2 separate regions of the Sus scrofa genome follow, and region 2 is linked to region 1. The links are chromatin contacts, called in public HiChIP or PLAC-seq maps. All regions are on one chromosome and are shown on one strand. Each heading gives the region's core, a stretch centred on a gene start, on an enhancer-like site or on the middle of the called end of the contact. The rest is flanking DNA. Distances are from core to core; before and after follow the strand shown.

Evidence for each region. HiChIP or PLAC-seq counts read pairs in DNA pulled down with a chosen protein or histone mark.
Region 2: an H3K27ac HiChIP or PLAC-seq map of alveolar macrophages shows a contact between it and region 1. The contact joins the promoter of YTHDF1 here to the promoter of SLC17A9 in region 1. A contact is called at or near these places in 1 of 5 promoter capture datasets (fetal skeletal muscle) and 1 of 2 datasets of contacts at active chromatin or transcription factors (alveolar macrophages).

Annotation. Positions count from the first base shown.
Region 1 is chr17:62,183,379-62,190,552 of Sscrofa11.1, forward strand. SLC17A9 (solute carrier family 17 member 9) reads left to right here and starts at 2,736. Exons shown (of 13, transcript XM_021078237.1): 1 at 2,736-2,929. The coding sequence starts at 2,871.
Region 2 is chr17:62,338,218-62,345,391 of Sscrofa11.1, forward strand. It overlaps YTHDF1 (YTH domain-containing family protein 1), which reads right to left and starts at 3,095. Exons shown (of 5, transcript XM_021078235.1): 1 at 2,971-3,095; 2 at 2,671-2,695; 3 at 1,526-1,605. The coding sequence starts at 2,997.

The sequences.
Region 1 (7,174 bases), core at 1,486-3,985:
GGCGTTGCCGTGAGGTGTGGTGTAGGTCACAGAGGCAGCTCGGATCCCGCGTGGCTGTGGCTGTGGTGTAGGCTGCCAGCTGCAGCTCCGATTTGACCCCTAGCCTGGGAACCTCCATATGCCGCTGGTGCGGCCCTAAAAAAATAAATTAATTAAATAAACAAAATTAAGGTTCAGTTTTGTGGAGGCAGTGGAGCTGGTCAGGCTGCCCGCCCTGTGACCTGAAGCTGAATTAGAAGGTCCTAAGTCATTGTCATTGCTTATGAGAGTTTCCAAATCTTCAAAGCAGAGGGGCTGCTCTGGCACCTGGCGCTCCACCGTGTGCTCGTGCCCGTGCCGAGGCCCAGGGGCCTACCGGCGCTCTCAGGGTCCGGAACAGCCTCCCTGGAAGGCGGCCCAGGACCCTGGACAGAGCCTTGCTGAAGCCCCAGGGCCTGGCCTCGCGCTCGGCAGCTGTGGGCTCCCCGCTCGTGGGGCCTGCCGTGTGCCCTGGACACGGCCGCTGTCATTGTCCGCCTGAACCTCGGGAGCCCGTTGTTGGATGGGGCTGAGGTAACTCACAGAGGCCCCTCGAAGCCAGAGCGCGTGTCCACCCTGGCCGCCAGTACCGTCGAGGGCCGCTTCCCTCTCCGGATGTGGTGCTTGGCCTGGCGGCTCTGGCTGCCCTCCGAACCTTCTGCCTCACCCAGGACCGAGGCCCTGCCAGCCTGGGGTGTCTGGAATCTGTCGGGTGCTCCCCTGAGCCCTGCTGTCAGCTTCCTCACCCAGCCCGGACCCTGAGTTCTGCGCCCACCCCTCCCAGCCTGGCCGGAGCCCCCCACGCCGGGCCCGGAGTCCTCCCACCTCAGCCCTGGCCCCTGAGCCATCCACACAGCAGCCAGGGTGATCCTGTGACACCCCCCCCCCCAGCTTTGTCCCATTTCCCTTGCCCCCGGGTCCAGCGGCCTGGAGCTGGCCTCCAGCCCGCCCGCACCTTCCCTGCTCTCAGCCGGGACTCCTGCACCTTTTCGGGGACACCAGCAGCCCCTCCTGTTGCAGGCCCTGCCCGTGCCCCCGGTCTCCTTCTTGTGTTCTCTCTCTGCCCGGATCGTCAGCTCCAGGAGGACAGGGGCGTGGGGAAGTGACAAATGTCCACCATGACGTAGTTCCGGGTCTTTAGACGGAATCGTGGAAGAGCCTCGGGCGGCAGATGCGAGGGGAACTGCCCGAGGCAGGGGAGCTGTGCGGTGCTCACCCGTCCGCCTCAGCCGTGGGCTGTTTGGGGATGAGCCGCTCCAGCTCCCCGCCGTCTCTCTGGTCCCTGGAGCATCGTGTGGACCACAGAAGGGCGGAACGAAGGGCCGGCGTGTACGAGTTCGGCGCGAGGCCCGGGGCGCCGCAGAGGCCCGGCCTGGGGAGGACACAGAGGAGCTGGAGGGAGTGGAAGGGGGGCCCAGGGTGTAGGGTGTCAGGTTCTGGTAGGAGGGGCTCCTACGTGCGGGGGGGCTGAGTCGGCCAGGGTGCTGTGCGGAGGGCAGGCAGAGGTGGGTCAGGGTGGAGGCGGGTTGTGGGCGTGAGAGGTGGCAGCTGGGTGAAGCAGACCTGGCCAGAAGCCCACTCGCCGTGGCCGTCCCAACCTTCGCAGCCCCTCCACCCTGGCTGTGCCTGCCACATGGGCCAGGCCACTGTGCCCTGGAGCACGAGGGTCCGTGGGACCCAGTGCACAGGGCCTGGCAGGCGACTGAACCCAGAAGTTTTTTTTTTTTTTTGCTATTTCTTTGGGCCGCTCCCGCGGCATATGGAGGTTCCCAGGCTAGGGGTCGAATCAGAGCTGTAGCCACTGGCCTACACCAGAGCCACAGCAACGCAGGATCCGAGCCGCGTCTGCAACCCACACCACAGCTCACGGCAACGCCGGATCCTTAACCCACTGAGCAAGGCCAGGGACCGAACCCGCAACCTCATGGTTCCTAGTTGGATTCGTTAACCACTGCACCACGACAGGAACTCCAGAAGGTCTTTTTTTTTTTTTTTTTTTGCTTTTTAGGGGCACATCCACGACATGTGGAGGTTCCCTAGCTAGGGGTTGAATCCCACCTGTAGCTGCCAGCCTACACCACAGCCACAACAAAGCGGGATCCGAGCTGCGTCTGCGACCTACACCACAGCTCATGGCAATGCTGGATCCTTAACCCCCTGAGCAAGGCCAGGGATCAAACCCGCAACCTCATGGTTCCTAGTCGGATTCGTTTCCACTGTGCCGCATCATGAACTCCCCAGAAGGTCGCCGTGAAGGGCTCAGGCCCCTGGTTGAGCACTGGCTGCCCAGCTTCCTTGGGCTGGTCCAGGGGCAAGGCGGAGCCCACCTGCCGAGCGAGGTCTGCTTTAGAAACGGGTTGCCCCCGGAGTCGGCTGCCCTCTCGGGGGGAAGGAGACCCTCCCACCTGAAGCCTCCGCAGCCCCATGAGCGGAGGACCCCCGCGCCCGCGGGCTGTGCGCAGGGCACGCAGGTTCCCCGCCCAGCAGCGCGGTGGAGCCAGGCTCCCCGCCGGCGCAGCCCCGCCCGAGCCCCATCCTTCCTGGGCCGGCAGCGGAGCGCCCGCGACGTTCCGGACGCCAGTGCCGCGGGGCCGAAGCCAGGCGGCGCGAGGGTTCCACCCGCCCGCGGGCCCGCGAGGCCCGGCCTCCCCGACGGACGTGAACGGGGCGGGGACCTGAGCTGCGCGCCCCGCCCGCCCGCCGCGGTGGCCGTCCGGGGGCGACACGTCCTGGGAGCGCGCCGGACGGAAGCGCCGCTGGGACTGACACGTGGACTTGGGCGGCGCTGCCCGGTGGGTCGGCCGGGCGCGAGCGGGGCCCCGGACACGCCGCGCCCGCGCCGTCCGCGCCCGATGCAGCCGCCCGCGGACGAGGCCCGCAGGGACGGGGCCGAGGACGCCCAGTGGTCCAGGTGGGGCCGCGCGGGGCTGGGGCGGCGGTCAGGGGACGGGCGGGCGTCCGGGGGGCGCGCACCTCCGGCCGCGTCGCCGGCGGGGGGCCGGGACACTCCTCCCTTCCACTGGGTCGCAGGGCGGGGAGGGTCCCCTGAGCGCGCTCTCCTGGCCGGGGTCTGGGGGCGTTGCAGGGAGGCCTGCGGGGACGGGGCCGTGTTCTGGGCAGCGCAGAGGGAGCTGCCCGGTAGGACCATACACATCTGCCACCCAGGCCCCCTGTGACCACCCACCTGAGGGCCACCTGTAGCTGCAGGGCAGTCACTGGGCTGGTGGGGGCCACACCCTGGAACCTGGGGCAGATGGCTGCCTCCTGCCATTAAGTGCCAGCCGGGTGATGGGAACCAGGGCCCCATGGGGGTGTCAGTGGTGGGGGAGAAAGAGCCCAGGCAGGTCACCACTGCTTGTCCTGGTGTTTCCACCACCTGCTGCCACGTGCAGGGGGCCTTGGGACAGGGGCTTGGTTCCTGAATGTGACTCACAAGAACTCAAACCCCCGAGGAGCCCCCACACCACCCACTTGGGGCTCAGCGGTCCCTTGGGTTCTGTGGGCTGAGGCCCCTTTTCAAGCCAGAGGACCCCAGGCCTGAAGTCAGGCCCTGTGAGTCCAGCTCCTAGTCCTCCGGGAGCCGGCTGTCCGGGGCCTTCCCCTGCCCTGCAGGAAAGCCCCAAGGGACAGCCCCGGAGGCTGGGCAGAGAAGTGGGCAAAGCCGGCGGGGGTCAGGTCACAAGAAGCCCTCTGAAGCCAGAGGCTCTGCGAGGCGGGGCAGGGCACGGTGCCCTGGGGGAGAGCTCAGTGCCTGGGTGGGCGCCCAGATCCCAGCAGCGGTCTCCTTGCCAGGTGCCTGTGGGTGCGGGAGGGTGGCACAGAGGTGTGCCGGGGCCAGGGAGCACCCTGCCGCCTGCCTCCACTTACTTCCTCCCACCCCACCCTGGCGGTTGCCAAGGCCAGGCACTGCCCTGACCCAGGTGGCAGGCAGGCTTTGCAGCCAGCTAGGTGGAGAGAGCTGGGGCCTCAGCAGTCCCCCCTTGCAGGCTGCGATCTTATGGACCTGGCTGCCTTTGCCTCCATGCCCAGTTTAGGAAGGAGCCCTGGCAGATGGGGGCCCTGGGGGGTGGGGCTCGGCGGGAAAAGGCTGTTCACACCCCCGAGTGGATAATGGTCATGAGAGTTGTCACAAGTGCTCCTGTGTGTGGCTGCTGCCTGGGTGCCCCCTGCGTGGACAACTGCGGAGGCGGAGGCAGCCGGCCACCTTGGCCCCGAGCGCTTTCCCTGGCGGCCGCCCTCTGCCCTCGGCACTGGCGCATTTCCCTTTTTTGAATGGAGGGGCCATGTGACCTCCTGTTTGCTCAGCCGTGGATGCATCTCAGGGGCCATTTGCGGGAGGCAGAAGGTTCTAGAAAGTTTGCAGGAAGCATCCTGAAGAGCTGGGGCACAGACCTGGGACTCGGGTCCCACCAGAGTGGGCAGGATTAGCTCTTCAGGCCTTTTGCGACCCATCCTGCTGTGACCGACCATCTGTGCTCCTACTGGATTCTGGGTCTGGTGTTCTAATCCGCACGCTAGCGGCTGGCCGTGTCCGGGTTGCCCCCCTCTAGCCAGACTTGCTTGTTCTCTGTCCCCAGAAGCTGTGGAGGACAACCCTTTGCCTGCCAGCTCAGGGACAGGGCTGCAGGGGCCTCCAGGGCCCGGGGAGGAAGTACACAAACCCTGGCTCCCCACAGCCCCCAAGGAAAGCTGCCAGCACCTTAAGCCCAGGGCGACTGGTTGCCTGGAAGCTCATGGGCCTCTCTGGACCTCCCAGGGCCATAAGGAGGCTGGGGGTGGGGGGACAGCACTGTATTCTGAGGACCTGCCAGCCTTCCCCTGTTTCTACCTGGACGTCTCACCCAGAAAGCAAACAGCCGGGCTCTCAGGTGACAGTGCAGGGCACCTGCGGGAGGGAGGGGGGCCCAGGGCGTGGGCCTGTCTGCAAGCAGGTGACCCTTGGTGGCCTCAACCACATAAAGGAATGTATCTCCCTTTAAAGGCACCGGGGCTGTTCCTGGGAAGTCAAAGCTTTGCTCTCCAGCCCCCACCACTCGCCTTGGCACCAGACGGTAAAAACCAGCCCTTGCTCGTACGCCTGCCTTGGGCTCTCCTGATGGTGCCTGAGGCCACGGCAGTGCAGTCCCGTGGGGCCTGGCAGCTCGGCTGAGGTGGGCTGGGGGCCGGCTGGCCTGCCTCTCATGTGCACCGTGGACTGCGCCTCACCCTCGGCCCCTCGGGAGTGTTTGCCGAGAGGGAGCAGCGTCCCCCCAAAGGCCTGCAGCGCCCAGCTCGGAAACCAGGGTGAGGGGGTGGATTGCGGCCGTCATTTCCCGGGGAAGATGGGCTGCCTGGGACCTCGTGGGCCTCATAGATCCCCCCGCCCCAAGCTCAGGCTTTGGTTCTATAAAGAAAACCAGCACTGGGGTCCACCAGGCCCAGGGAGGGTTGGTGAGCTGGGCCGTGGGGTCCCACCTTGACCTCCACCTTGACCTCTCAGGCAGAGCCCCAAGAGCCATCTCATCTGTCACGGCGCCTCCGTTCCCATCGTCCTGGCTTCCCCGTCACCCCGGTAGCATTTTAGGAAGCAGGAAGCAGGCCCAGGTGTGATGGCCAGAATGCCTTCCCTGGTCAATGAGGGTCGCTGGGCATTTCCAAGGGGGGCCCCTCTTCAGCCTCAGTGGAGGCCCTGTCAGGCTTCTGCACCTGCAGACCCATGGGTCTTCCCGGCTCAGCTGCTGCCCGCTGGACCCGTATAGGGGGTTCTAGTGTAGGAAGCAGGCGGTCACAGCGAGGGTTCCGGAGCCCCGCCCACGGTGACCGCATGGCGCCTAGTGACCAGCTACCAGCTTGAAATCCATGGTCGAGTGCAGCCTCTTTTGTGTACTTGGGAAGCCGGGCCCCATGGCTGGGCAGGGCTCCCCTGAGTCATACCAGGGCCCAGAACAGCACCCAAGACCCTCCTCCCGGAGAGCTGGTCAACGCCTCCGACCACACACTCCGTCAAGGGCCAGGTAGCATTTTGGGCAGTGATTCCCAAACTCTGAGCCAGGCACTGGCCCGCACACATGGATCCGTCTGGGGATGGCAGGCTGGGCTCCTTTGCCCCAAAACCCACGAGTGATGGGAGCTCCCGTAGTGGCTCAGAGGGTTAAGAACCCGAGTAATATCCATGAGGGTGTGGATTTGATCCCTGGCCTCGCTCAGTGGGTTAAGGATCCAGCGTTGCCCTGAGCTGTGGTGTAGGTTGCTGACGCGGCTCGGATCCTGCATTGCTGCGGCTGTGGTGGAGGCCGGCAGCTGTAGCTCCTAGGAACTTCCATGCGCCACAGGTGCGACTCTAAAACGTCAACATAAATAAAGGCGTTCTCTGATGGCCTGGTGGTTAAGGATTCAGCCTTGTCACTGCTGTGGCTCGGGTTCGATCCCTGCCCTGGGAACGTCCACATGCCACCACGGGCACAGCCGTAAAAAAAGAAAGAAAAACAGCAGGATAGGCAGCGTTTCTGGAGTGCGGGGACGCAGGTTCCATCCCCAGCCCGGTACAGTGGGCTTAAGGATCCGGCGTTACCGAAGCTGCAGCGTCGGTCGCAACCGCAGCTCAGGTCCTGGCCTGGGAACTTCCTGTGCTGCGGGGCAGCCCAAAGGGAAATGAGCAAAACCCCAGAGCTGTGCTCTTGAGCCTGGAGTCAGCTGCCTCCTCCCTGGGGCAGCGACAGGAGAGGGTGTGGCCTGGGGGGCCCGTGGGGCCTCAGTAGCTAAGATCTGGGGTGGCCGCGTCCCCCGCTTGCTCCTGGGGGTAAAGTACCCTGCAGTTTGCTGAGGGGGGAGTGGCCTGTGCAGAGGGCCGGGCAGGAGGACCTGGACACTGATGCCAGGCCTCCCCCAGGCCAGTCAGTGGCTCCTGTTGGGGCACCGGGAGCCGGCGGGTCACCGTGCCATTTACTGACCTGTGAGGGAGGCCAGTGTCGGGGGCCAAGCCCCTCTGCTCGGGGGCCTCATTCTGCATTTTCCCCCAGACGTGGTGGCTGCTGTGGCTCCGGGTGGTAGCAGCCGTGACGAGGTCCAGGGGCTCCTTCCTGCTCCCAAACTTTCTCCCAGCGCCAGGGTCAGGGGTCCAGCCTGCTGGAGGAGGGCGCTGCCGTGGGGCCCCACCCTGCTGCCGGCCCAGGGCCTG
Region 2 (7,174 bases), core at 1,845-4,344, 160 kb after region 1:
TCGCCACAGTCTCTCTGCGCGGCTTTCCCGGGGCCAAGCGGAGCTGACTCCGCACTGGCTTCAGAAAACCATCTACTTCGCTCTTTTTTTCCCTCCTCTTCAGGGCCGCACCCGCGGCCCATGGAGGTTCCCAGGCCAGGGGTCGAACCGGAGCTGGGGCCGCTGGCCTACACCACAGCCACGGCAACACGGGGTCCTTAGCCCCCTGGGCAAGGCCAGGGATCCCGCCTGCATTCGCCTGGAGACAGGTCAGGCTTGTCACCGCTGAGCCACGCCAGGAACCCCTACCTCACTCTTTCTTTTCTTTTTTACTTTTTTTTGTTTCCACGCTTGTTTAAACCGAAGAGCTGATTTACAATGTCGTGTTAGTCCCAGATACACACACACGGCAGGGACTCGGTCACACGCACCTGCTCTCTTTCAGATTCTCTTCCCTCGCAGGTCGTTGTAAGGCACTGAGCAGAGCTCCCCGTGCTGCGGAGCGGCCCTTGCTGTCCAGCTGTTTCACGGGGCCCTGCGGTGTGTGTACACCAATCCCTCACCTGCTCCGCGTGTGAAAGCGTCCCTCTAAGCAACACAGCTCCGGCCTCAGAAAACACCCTCCTCGTGTAGAGAAACAGCCCCCTGACACTCTGGTGAGCCTTCAATGCCTCACCCGGCGAAACCAAATCGCAGGAGTGATGAGACAGTCAAGGAAGGAAGTCCACGTTAACTCCCAGCCACGCCTGAGCCAAAGCCCATCGCTGAGCAGCCAGGTCTCTGCAGCCCTGTCCGGCCCAGGGCGCGGCTGACTTGCCAGGCGCAGCCAGGAAGAAGGCCGGGGAGAGAGGAAAGTGCTCAGACACTGTAGAGAAGGGTAGCTTAGCAAGAAAAGAGGCAGAGGTTGTGCTTAAACTTGGACTCCAACTAGCGCAGTGCTTCTACCCAGCACAATTTAGCCCCCAGCAGATACGTGCCAAGACACCGCTGGTTGTCACGTGGGGGGGGCACTAAGGACACCTCATGGGTAAAGGCCAGGGAGGCTGCTAAACATCCTGCAATGCACAGGAATGCCCCCCCACCACCACCACCGTGCCAAGAATGTTTCAGCCCCAAACTTCCCTGGTGCCAAGACTGAGAAACCCTGCGACCGACACCCAAGAAGACCAGTAGCCAGGATTTGCTGCGGTGCATCTGAAGCTTTACGGGTACCGTCTCATCTCTCCCCACAAGTCCATCAGGAGCTCCCCCGTCCTACAGAAAAGGAAGCAGGAGCAGGGAGGGCAGGCCCCCCGAGGAAGTGCCATCAAGTCAGCGGGCAAGTTAAGATCCCAAGGCTGGAGCCTGGCTCCAGAGTCCTGCTCTTAGCGGCTCTCCAAGGCCACAACTGCCATGATGCAGAGCTCGAAAAAGGCCACTCTTTCCAGTGCCTCACAGTCTGCTCCTTTGCTGTTTAAGACGGAGAAGTGAGAGACACGGCAGTAACGGGGGAGTGCGCAGCACAATCAAATCTAACGTAAAATAAGTTCAAAGCAGATACGCTCACCTGGTTTGACTGTCCAGAAAGGTAGGGCTCAAAGTCACTGTCATGAACGCTATCCTTCTGATGCAAAGAACCATTTTGTACTGGAATGAGAAGGGGCAAGACATTACCTTTGAGTTTTTAAAACACTGCTCTTAATCGTGGAAAGTAAAGGTAGTAACGCTTACGTCCACCCCCCTCTACAGGAACTGCTTTTACTCAAAAAGGGCCACAGTCATCCCAGAGCTAATCAGAACGGTGACACTAAACTTTCAACAACTCAGCTTACGTTTTTGGTAAAAATTAATTGTAGTTTGGTATATGGTGACAAAACAGAGGTACAGACAAAACAATGCAAGCAACTGGTAGCTGGGTTTTGGTGAGGAGGAGGTGGTCTGAGGCTGCTGTGTGCCGGACAGAGACGGTGCTTCCGAAAGCCCGACTGCACACGCAGAGCACAGGAAACAGCGCAGTGGAGCCGGGAAGCGTGTAGCTGCAGTGTTTCTGAACTACCACCTGGCCGTGCTTATTTGCCACTGTCACAACGCTCAGCCAGGAAAGGAAGGGAGAAGGACACAGGGGCTGGGCCTCGTCCAATCTGAAAACACGAGGGACCGGATCTGGTTCTGCTCACGCAGCACACACACCAACTGCAGTCTTCTGAGGAAAGACCCAGCGGCACCATGGGAGGGAGGGAGCTCCGGGAGTGCGTTTTGGGGGTCTGGCCCCAGCCAGGACATCCCAAGAGATTGTAAAGACTTAGGAAGCGGGCGGGTTTCACAGGGTGAGGCCACCAGCTCACCCGGGTAAGGCCAGACCAGGTAGGGCCAAGGTCTGGCGGTCACCCCGGAGCCAGCCCCACACCTGGAGCTGCAGACAGACAGGCAAGTGGCGGCTCCCTGGGCTCCTTCCCCACCTAATCAACCCGCTGGCCGTGGGGGAGAAGGATGGAAGTGCTCAAAGCACCTATTTTCCTACTGCTTGAAAAGCCCCTGCTTTAGACCTGTTACCACTCCCCAACAACTGGGAAGTTTCACCTCCCCTAAGCTAAGGGAGAGAAACCGCGATTCCGGGCGCCCCTGCCCACACCTGTTTTTCCCCCACGTGTGCGCCCGGCCCTCGGCGAGCTCCGCTCCAAAGCCTGCGCGGACCGTCCCGACCGCACTCACCTTTAGTATCCTGTCCTTTCGTTCTCTGCTTCGCCACAGGCCCGGACGGTGGGAGCGGACAGAACCCGAGGAAGGGAAATACAAAGTTATTCGCAAGAACCCTTCCAGGCGGGCGGCGCGCTCTGGCCTGAACGGCCCACGGTCCCAGGCGACGCCCACCCGGCTCCCGGCTCCGAGCCCCCCGCCCTGCGACCCGTGCCTCTGGCCCTGGGCCCCGCGACCCCGGCCCGGCCCCGTGACCCCGACTCCTGTCCCCGCGAGCCCAAGCCCCCGGCCCTGCGACCCCGGTCCCGCTGCTACCTGGGGGTCCACGCTGGTGGCCGACATGCTTCATGAACAGCCGGCGCGGCGCGGGGCCGGGGCACCCGCCGGCTCGGGCCTCCCCGCGAGGCCGGGCCTGTCACCCGCGCTCTCGCGGCCCCGCGCCCGCCGCCTCCTTCCCGGGCGCTGGTCGGCCGGGCGGCGGCGGCGGCGGCTGCTGGGCGCGCGGGCCGCTTGCGGACCGGCGCAGCCTGGCGACCAGGACGGGACGCACTGACGAGGAGCGGATTCCAATGGCGGCTGCAGCGGCGGCGGCGGCGGCGGCAGCGACGGCAGCGACGGCGGCGGCGGCTGCGGCGGCAGCGGCCGGGACGAGGCTGAGCGACGTAAGCGCGCGCGGGGCAGGCCGGGAGGCCGACGGGCCGCCACGCGCCGCGCCTGCGCGCCGCCACCCTGCGGGACGGATCTCGCGCCTGGGTCCCAGTCTCGCGCGGCGGGGCAGGGCGAGCCCGGGAAGTCACGTGGGCGGGTCCAGAGGCTCACGGGGGGCGGGGGAGCAGCGCGGCAGGTGTGCACCTGTTGGGTCTCAGGGCCGCAGCCATCGCGAAGGCGGTGATGCTGCGGCAGCAGGGCGGCGCGTGCCAGCGCGGGGTGGCGCAGCCCGATGGCACCCCCTCGCTGGTGCCCGAGAGGTGAAGAAGCGCGGCCAGTGACCGCAGCCGCTCACTTATTGATTGCCAGTTACAGCAGGCTGCAGTCCACTGTAGCCCGCAGCTCGCCCCAGACGCCCGCCGGCATCCTCAGAGGGACACCCAGGCTCTGAGCTTTGCGGTCCTGGACTTCTGCAGCCTCTGTCCCCGTGGAGCCCTGGGCTCTGGCCTCACTGAGGGCGCTGCTTTGTGAGCGCTCTCTTGGGTCTCCAAGGGGCTCCCCAGTTTATAACCAATTTGCACGTTAGAGCCTCAACCCAGATTTCACCACAGGGAAGAAAAGAGCTCAGCCCTGCACCGGGCCCTGGTCCAGGAGCCTTTTGGTCTCTGTTCAGGGATGGACAGCCCCTCCTTGGCTCCACCTTCCTGAAGGGTGGCCGGTTCTCGCTCCCCACTCCCATGCCACCCCACACAAGGTCCCCAGCCTGGATGCCCCTTGGGGCTCCCCGGCATGGCTCCTTTCCCAGCTCTCCCAGGTACACCATCTTCTCAAGGCCCAGATCTCATGTTGTCCTCGTCCTGCTGAGGCTCAGAGGCCTGGAATGCTGGCTCGCTCAGCTTCTGGTAGCCCGAGGTGTCCCTGGCTCTCTGCCTCCGTCATCACACAGCCTTCTCCCTGTGTCATGTCTCTAAATCACCCTCCTCTTCTAGGAGGCGCTCTGATCCACTGTGACCTCATCTTACCTCCATTCTATCTGCAGGGATGCTGTTTTCAAATGAGGGCCCACTCTCAGATACCAGAGAGACAGGAATCTTTTCCAGGGGGCCACCGTTCAGCCAGCACAGGGATCACAAGTGATGTCAAGTAAAAAATCTGGAGCCACGCTCCAGGGCCGGAGGTGTGGAAGTTCAGATTCACAAACGAGAGGCCTGAGGAGGTGCGGTGCCACCGGCCAGGGTGCGGCAGGCAGGACCCGATAGCTACAACCTGGGCCCACCCCAGGCTGCCTCCCCGCCAGCTGGGAAATCTGGCAGTGTATTCCTCACGGATCTCAGCGAGGGGAGAGGGTGAGGGCCACCCAGAGCAGGGAACGTGAAGATCCCCAAAGGCTCTATGTAGGGACCGTGGTGGCCCAGCACAGGGGGCTGAGGCCCCCAGACCAGTGCCAGGGGGAGGCTTTTCCTCCACCAGGCCTGAGCACACCGGAAGGACGGAGTCCGGAGCCTGGACCTGAGCTTCCTGTCATGCAGGTGGTCACTGCCATGGTCTGGCTATGAAGGGAGTGAGAGAGAAACTGCCCCAGTCTGGCCCACCTAGCCCAGCTCCTCTGCAGCTGGAGGCCCAGGCCCTGCAGCTGGGAGAGCAGCTCGTGGCACAGGGAGGAGGGTAGGACCGTTGGTGACACTGACTAGCTCAGGCTTTGGCACGGCACAGGGCGGGATCTTTAGGGCAAGGGTGGCCCAGCTCTGGGTCTGTGCTGGGGCCAACAGACTCGCCCCCTGCCCGGAACGTTGCCCCTGCCCTTGGCACCTGATCCCTGTCATCCTTCACTTTGCAGAGCGGCCCAGTCCATGCAGGCACAAGGCGCAGGGGCCTTCTGTCACGAGTGTCTGCTGGCAGAGACAGCCCACTCCATCCTGCGCTCTCCCCCGCAGGTGCCCCTTCCTGCTGTACCCAGCACGTTTGGGATTTTCTGAATATTTCCAGCATTGATTTAAGGAGGTTTGACTTTCTGTTTATTTCAAAGGCGTGTAGGTGCGTGGTCAAAAGCCTCATCTGTGTACAAAGTGGGAGGCAGAGGGTCCTTCCCACGCTGCTCGGGTTCCAGCCTCACTGGCCCCAAGGCACGTGCACACTTGTGCAAGGGCACCAGGACAGGGGGTCCCGCAGGTGGCATCACCGGTCAAAGCGCACTCGCACGGGCCACCTGCATGGTCTTAGATCTGGCACGTCATCCCCCAAAGAGGCATGACGAGCTGCCAGCGGGGACACTTTCCAGCGAGCTGGGGGCGGGGCCTCAGGGTGTCGGCCCCGAGGTCAGGCGAGCCCTTGGCTGAGCAAACCATCCCCTGGACGTTGGACAGGGCGCACCTGACAGCCGGCCTCCGGGGTCTGCGCAGAAGACGCCTGCCCCCTGGCTGGGCGACAGAGGTGCCCATGCTGCTGTCGGCCACTCCCCGGCCCCCTTCTCACTGACACTCAGGGCTCAGCCCTGCCGGAAGCCCCTTCACACCCCCACAGACCTGCTCACCTTCTCAGGCTCTTCCTGCTCCCAGCTCAGGAATAAGCTTGACGCACCTCCTGTGATTTACAGTTTTGACACTGATTCTCTCTAAATAACTCGCCGGGTCCCTGATTCCATACGTGTTAACTGAGCGCTTCCCTCCACCCTGCAGACGTGGGAGCTGCGGATATGAGCCTGATCACTCAGTGCCTGCCGTGCACCAGGAACCAGGGATGCTGGAGGGCAGAGAATGAGCCTCCTGCTGCCCATGAGGAGGGAGGGACAGGGATAAACTGGGCACCTTGGATCAGCGCCGAGATGGAGCCAGGAGGGGAGCCGTCGCAGACCTGAGGCTCAGGATGGGCAGACTGGGAGCCAGGGCACAGAGGTAGCTGCCTGCCTGCTGGAGGGGGAGCTCCCGCAGCCCCGGCCACGCCTGTGTCTGCTGCTGAGTGCTGGGAAGACCCAGCTGGGTGTGTGGGATGCGCCATCTGACGGGCAGGGAACACACCAGCAAGGCAGAGGCCGTCTGGGTTCCTGGAGCAGCTAAGCCTCTCGGAAGTTAGAGAGCTTGCCCAGACCACACCGCTGCTCCGTGACCACAGGAGGACTTTGGCCAGCTCCTGGCACTGGCAGCAGCAGTGTCCTCGGCAGACACCCTCCCCGAGGGGCCCCACAGCCATGCCCCCCCCCACTGGCCATGCCCATCAGCTCTCCCTCCCTGCTTTGCCAGGAGCTGCTTTTGCAGTGTTTTAACTCCACTTGGCCAAGGGTGCCTTCTGTCAGCACCAAACTGTCCCCAGAGACATGCCAGGTGGCCTGGGGCCTGGATGTCTCACAGGTGCAGGAGCAGAACGCACCTGCCCGGTGGTTGCTGCAACACTGGGGGCTAGATTGCTCTGCAGCAGAGTTCCAACTCGGGTGGCTTCGACCTTGGCAGTGAGAATGTGCGGGAAGCTTCCAGGCCAGCAGGGCCACCGCAGCACAGGGCAAAAGCTTGGGGCCTTGCTCCCCAGGCAGGAGGAGGCCTTCCCTTCCTGCCACCAGCTCTCTCGGGACCCGGTGGCCTTCGGTAGTTGACGTCGAATGTCCCGCTCAGGGAGGGCGCTCACAGAGGGGCACGTGCCCTCCTAGGCACCTAGGCCCATCCCTGCCGGTCGGTGTCCTTCCATGTTCACCCCAGACTCCCGCTGGGGCGTGGGGCAGTGATGGTCACTTGGCGGGGACAAGGGAGTGGGCAGCTGAGAATCCATCCTGGAGGAGGGGCATTGGGAGGCCCTGAGTCCCTGACATGTGCCCCATTGTCCCACCGATGGCACTTTACAAAACATAACTTCAAAGATAAAGTATCAGCCATGTCAGGGAGTT